Regions from separate parts of the Anas platyrhynchos genome. Here region 1 is linked to region 2. The links are chromatin contacts, called in public Hi-C maps. All regions are on one chromosome and are shown on one strand. Each heading gives the region's core, a stretch centred on a gene start, on an enhancer-like site or on the middle of the called end of the contact. The rest is flanking DNA. Distances are from core to core; before and after follow the strand shown.

Region 1 (3,172 bases), core at 559-3,058, 54 kb after region 2:
TCCAGTATAAAAGCATGACTCGCTTATTTTCATAGTGAATATCAGGCACACACTATATTTTATAGAAACTTGTATTTTGAAGTAATATTATCTACAGAGTTGACTACAATGCAGAATGATTTAGATTAATATGTAGCCCAGAATCAAAGAAAAAGAATATAATTTCCACCATTGCACTTGAGAACTGTATAGTTGTATTAATTCTCCTAGAACCACAAGCTGAAAACTTTGTTGCTCAAGCTATATTCTACAACATTAAATGCTTCTACAACGCCACTGAGTAGCTGCTACAATGAAAGGACTATAACCTAAGCAAACACATCACCTCCATGTTAACCCAACTGAATCCCCGAGACTGTCGCTGAATGAGTGAGCCACGACAATGCAATGAGAAGGAGAGACAGACAGAAAGCAGAATGCAGAAGAGCATTAGTGACACTCAGAAAGACAAACACTGAATGAGATAAAGTAAACTAGGAAGCAGATCACTACAAATTACACAGTAAGCCAGTACTGCGTAATTCCTACACTCAAGCCTCCCCAGAATAAATGGGAGTTTTCCTTCACAAAAAGAAGACCATTCATTGTAGTTACATTTTACTGAATAAAAACTCCAAAATCTCAAAGAGAGTAAATAAGTAGCAACAGATTTTATAATTACCCTGTTAATGAACTAATTCGTATGTAATGGAAATAATTAACATGTTTAGGACTTGTAGCACTTAGAACAGATTTTCTCCCAAGGACTACTTGTGAGAAAAATAACTGTATAACATACAGTGAAACAAACAAAAGGATAGAAGTTATGTTCTGGGAAGTGGGGCTTCCAGTAAACTTAGCAAGCCTTTCCTTTCACTCCTCCTTTGTAACACCCGATTGGGAGCTTCTTGTGGAGAAGAAACAGTATCAAATCTCAAATGATACAATATTAGGAGCCTTACTTTCCTCTCCATTGTTATTACTAGTAATGCAATACAGCCATATCCAAATTAGACTGACACCATTATTTGCCCCAAGAAATTATCTGACTTTCCTTAACAGCTACCATCTCAATTTTAAATGTCTGTTTTCCCCCATGCTGTGCTTGCTTTTACAGTTGACTCATATTGTTAATGTAATCATGCAAACGTAGTGCAGCTGTTAAGCTTACCTTTTTCACGTCTCTAACTAGCAAATGCAGCGTATTTGGAGGGCCCAATCTCTGAAACAAAAATTATTCACTATCCATTAGAGCTTCAATAATTCATATTTTTCACAAACACAAATAGCCCTGTAAGAAGAACTTTAGGCAATTATGTTCATCACGTTTTACAGGGGTGAAAAGAAGGAACTGGGCTACAGTGACAAACACAGTATTAAGAGTTGTATAGTCCCTTTCTCATAATACTTTATGTGGTAGTTCAATGATCTTGATTCAAGTCACAGCAGTTTTTGGTACTATCTGAACTTACGCTTTCCAACAGGAGACATAAGGGATTAGAGGACTAGACTTAAGTTATATGTTGTATGAGTGCTGCCCTGGACTACCTGCCACTTAAACAACAGCGAGAAAAATGCTCTAGAAGTAGTCATGTTCTTGCAGAATTTGTTGTGGTTTGGGTAGGGGAGAATTTAAATAAAGAAGCATGAACTCCTACAGTTTAGGGAAAAACATTCTGTTTTTCTGGGCCACAAAGAAAAATGATACTGACTTATTGTTTCTTTAAATGTTCTTAACACGCACCTTAAACACGTCATTACACAACAAAGTATAACAGCTTCTAAAAGCAGCTACAAGCTCAGGCATCAGGAATGCGCATATATAGGGAAACCTCAGGACACTATGTGTAAGAGCAATGGCTCCCTCTACTGCTATCCAACTTCTCTGTACTGTTACAGCTCAGCTTTTTAGAGACCAATTTTTGAAGCATATATCAGAAGGAGACGAGGAAAAAGGACATCCCTATACAGTAGCAAAGATACCACATGGCATTTTGTTACTCCTGCTCACTCACAGTATTATAAAGTTCTTCCAGTCGAGGAATAGTGAGGAAGTGTTGCATGTTCACTCCATTCTCAATGAGCAGTTTCACGAAGTCCACTCGATCCAGAACCAGTGCATCCAGCATAGCCTGCTCCAGAGAATTCACCTGAATTGCAGAATGGAAAACATGGGACTATACAAGCACAGATGATGTGGCTGGCCAACAACCACAAACATTTTCATTACTTAGGAGATCCCCAAGTTCCCAAATACACTGATTAATCTCTAAGTGAGAAGGAATTTAGAAAGTGACATTTTACCCTTGCGGAAGTCAATACAGATGGTACAGCTTACAGGTGATTTTTTGAGAGACAAGACAGCAGTGAAACGAACCTCTGGCAAATAAGGCTATAGCTTTCCAGTCATCTATTTTAGTATTTTTATCTAAACCAGGCTTGCCATACTGGATATATTATGTGAAAGACAGATTTACTTGCTTAACATGGTAGGAAGAAGTTAAAAAAATAAATAAATAAAAATGATACTATAGACATTTAATAAGAGGTTGACATAATTTACCTGGTAACTCACTTATGTATCATCCACTCACTGTCACTCACAGAGAAAAGGCAACATTTAATGCTTGAGAGGCTCAAATCGTTCAGGAAGAAGCACTTCCTTTTCCTTCAACAACTCAACTTTTGGCTTTGGAAAACGGTCAGAAAGTCTAAAGGATCTTCTCTTAGCATGGTCTAAAGGCTTAGAACCCACTGGGAGAGGGGAAAAGCCCTTGAGCAGCAATCCTTTAGACACATGACCTTGAATTTAGACAACAAAATGCTTTAACCTGCTGCAAATGGAAAATAAAGCACTTACAAAAAGCAATGTTTAAGCTGCCTTCATTTGATAAATAATGTATACAAAGGAGGATGAAGATGTTCACTGATGTCCTCATTTCCTTCTGACAAGTGCAGGGAAGAAGATTCAGCAGACAGGCACTGCCTTGTACTGTTGTGGTGTGGTTGTATGTAGTGCACACTGGATGAGAAATGTTCCTGTCTCCAAGACAGAACAGCACCCCTGCACAATTCTATTGCTGATCCTACAGAAACGTGCAAATGAGTGTTCTGTAGAATAAAAATGTTTATTTGCCCTCTCTCTTTGTTCCTGAGAATGGCTTAAGCACTTCAAAAACTAGTAGTCTGGATT
Region 2 (3,083 bases), core at 468-2,967:
TTTTATCTGCAAATTGCCTTCCTCCTTAGTACTTTGTAACGCTAACATACATGGACCTTAATTACCACCCAAGACTTAGCAGGTAAGATACTATATGTATATAATTATGTATGCAACATAATCACATGCACCATTATCCTTGTGCATGCATAAGGCAGTCATGTAGGCATCTGCATGAGAAATGTGCATTTTTGTACAAATTTGAATGTCTGAGCTCATAATTCCACAACATTCAAATTTGGTAACAATGATTTCTAATGCCAGCTCCTGAGTAAATATTTCTGTACCACAGATCTACATCAATGGTACTTCTGCTATTTGGAGGCTTGGAATGCTAAAACTGATGGTTTTCAGCTGTGTATTGGCTGGGGAACACTAAGCAGTGACCGCACAGCATTACACTAGAAATCAAGTTCCAAAGGCATCTTTTTCAGGCTTACCTAACTGACAGGGTTCAGTTGGAGATTGGCCTTGAGCAGAGAGGGTGTGCTCCAACTCAGCAGGGGTGGTGGAGGTTTTGAGTGGGAAGAACTGCCTAGTAAGCCTCTAGGAAAGGAGGTATGGAGTCCCAAGCTGCACAAATCCTCCTGCAATACCACCAGAAGAGAAACTTATTCCCAAAAGAAGGGCAGGTAAACAAGCCTGCCTGATGGGACATCAGCTATGCACCTAGAGTACCGCTACAGACTAATACACCGATAGGAGGATCGAAGTGTGAATGGAGAAATATGAGCACTCATGCTGACATTGGCAGTTTTGTTTCAGAGTACAGACACTGCTTTTGATTTTGGTCTTTAAAGTGTATCACAACAACTCACTTAAGTCCAAAAGTAAGAGGTTGGCTGCATGACAAGCCAATTTACTTGCCCCCAGAGAAAGCCTAAAAAGCTTTTTGCTATTGTTTCTGGATAGATGACTTACTAAGCTTACAGATTGTGAAACAGAAGAAAATAAGGTATTTTCATACTTACCTGGATTATGATATATTTCTCCAACATACTCAAATGCAAAGAGAAGCTGAAGATCTGTTGGCTGAGAATAATGAGCTATGGCAAGGCACACCTAGGAAATAAATGTTTATTAGTATTATTTATATACATAACATTTATTGCTCATGATTATGGCAGTATTAACTTTGCAGAGCAAAAGCTAAAACCAGTTTCTAATGTTCAATTTCCATACTTGATTTGAAGGGAAAACCAGTTTCTAACGTTCAATTTCCATACTTGATTTGAAGGGAAAAACAGAGGTTGCATGTTGAAGACTTCCAGGACCTATGTCAGTTCTGCATCTCATTAAGTTGTGTTCCCAAATTGTGAAAGGCATTAATGAATGTAAGCAAAAAGCAAATTGTCTGGCAATTAAGAAGAGCTTCTTCCCTAAGCTACTTGCAAGTGGTGGGAGGTATTTTCTTGGTGTTAGTCACTTGTAGTTTATCAGCTGAGTGAGAGGCAGGAGATTCTCCATCTCCATTTTCAATAGAACTTGTTTTTTTACAGTAAGCCCACTTGTCATGTGCAGGGGCTCTACCACTAATTAAACATGCCAGCAATCACTCCTTTCCCCCTCCCCAGCTGATCTTGAGAACTGAAATAGCCAACTGAAACATCAGCAAGATGTCAGTTTCAATTAATTTTGGCCTAGCCCATGTAGGTTCAGTCTCAGATGAATCACTTTCATTCACAAAAGAAATCCACCCATCACTTCTAGACGTCTGTGGGTTTAGCAAGTTCCAGCACCATCTCTGGCAATCTGATGCAGTCATCAGGTTTGACTAGGCTGAGTCACAAGCCCTGCCCTGGGAAGAGAATTTTAGCAGAGATTTCAAATAAAAGATGCATCCTCAGAACAGCAGAGATTAAGCCGGGGCATAAGGAAGAGTCTCGTCTAAACTTCACATCCTTTGCAATAGTCTTAGGAAACTCTTAGGCACAGGAAAAACTCAAAAAGTGCATTCATGCCAAGTCCTGCATGGAGAAAGCCACTGCATTTTTACTAGCTTGTATGTACCACGTATGTAGCATTATGAAACCTTCACTGAATATTTATGTACTCTGACTTTTGAGGGGGACATTTCCTGCTATTTATAAAACCAGTGACTACAGACTAACTCAAGCTTAAAACATTTTTTCACAAAGTTCCTGACAACAAATTCCCATCAACTCTTAGAAGAACAGTTGCTTTGACTTTTCTTTCAGTGCTACCATGGAACTGCAATACACTATAGAAGACAGGGTACTCCTAAGAAAGAAACAGTAAAAGTATTGCAGGGAAATGGATGAGCATGACTTTTCAAATGAACATTTATAAGCTGATTTCCACAATTTGGTAAAAACTGGTAGTAACTATCATGAAATAACTAAAAGCCAAGCAAATTTTAACACATCTTGAGGTTTGAAAAGCTCAAGAACTGTAATAGGACAACAGCTATTCCATAATACTTGTCATTTTCTAACAGACTGCTTTTGTCTGTCAGTGGCAGTGAAGCAAAATGCAGATCTGCATACATACACATTTTGACTTCCATTTTTCTCATTAACTTTTCATTAGAGTAATTGATGTTAATAGAGCTACTCCCGATCTTCATTTATGGGCATGAAGGATGAAAGCTTTTTGCTATGCTAATCGAGTCTCAAGGCTTGAGGATGAACTGCAAGACATTAAAGGATGCCATTGTGCTGCCAAACAGTACAATGCAAATACAGTAAAACTATTTTTAAAGGCAGCATCTAAAATAGCTTTCATTTATTTGAGAATGTGCATGTGTGGCATGTTAAGAGGGGTAAATTGTTTGGGAAATGGTATGCATTAGGATCTGGTTCACAACATGAGACCATGGCAGTGCTCTTGAACCCAGATGCTGAGAAGTTTTCTGGGTGTTCCCCAGAACAGATACAGCTCAAAGTACCAGTGCCACACGGGTGAAGCAGTCCACCTGAAGATTACAGTACAGGTTCAGGACCCCAATTTCTATTATTAAAAAAAGAAAATTACTACTTATACTGCTGTGTGTATTTTACACTTTGGAAAAATTCTGGTAATATATACTAAAAAACATTAAAGACATACAGATTTTCCTTTTA

Evidence for each region. Hi-C and Micro-C count contacts between places; a contact is called where the count stands out from the background.
Region 1: a contact with region 2 is called in a Hi-C map of liver, with 3 times the contacts expected there. The contact joins two enhancer-like sites. A contact is called at or near these places in 3 of 8 Hi-C or Micro-C datasets (liver, skeletal muscle and subcutaneous adipose tissue).

Annotation. Positions count from the first base shown.
Region 1 is chr11:9,106,308-9,109,479 of IASCAAS_PekinDuck_T2T, forward strand. TRPM1 (transient receptor potential cation channel subfamily M member 1) reads right to left here. Exons shown (of 30, transcript XM_072043536.1): 16 at 1,995-2,129; 17 at 1,151-1,201. Among named protein-coding and RNA genes, the nearest start is that of MTMR10, 30 kb to the left of the region's middle. Within about 2 kb of position 1,809, at least 1 of the 8 cell types and tissues checked has an H3K27ac peak or open chromatin away from gene starts, as enhancers often do.
Region 2 is chr11:9,052,599-9,055,681 of IASCAAS_PekinDuck_T2T, forward strand. MTMR10 (myotubularin related protein 10) reads right to left here. Exons shown (of 16, transcript XM_027466187.3): 6 at 972-1,062. Among named protein-coding and RNA genes, the nearest start is that of MTMR10, 23 kb to the right of the region's middle. Within about 2 kb of position 1,718, at least 2 of the 8 cell types and tissues checked have an H3K27ac peak or open chromatin away from gene starts, as enhancers often do.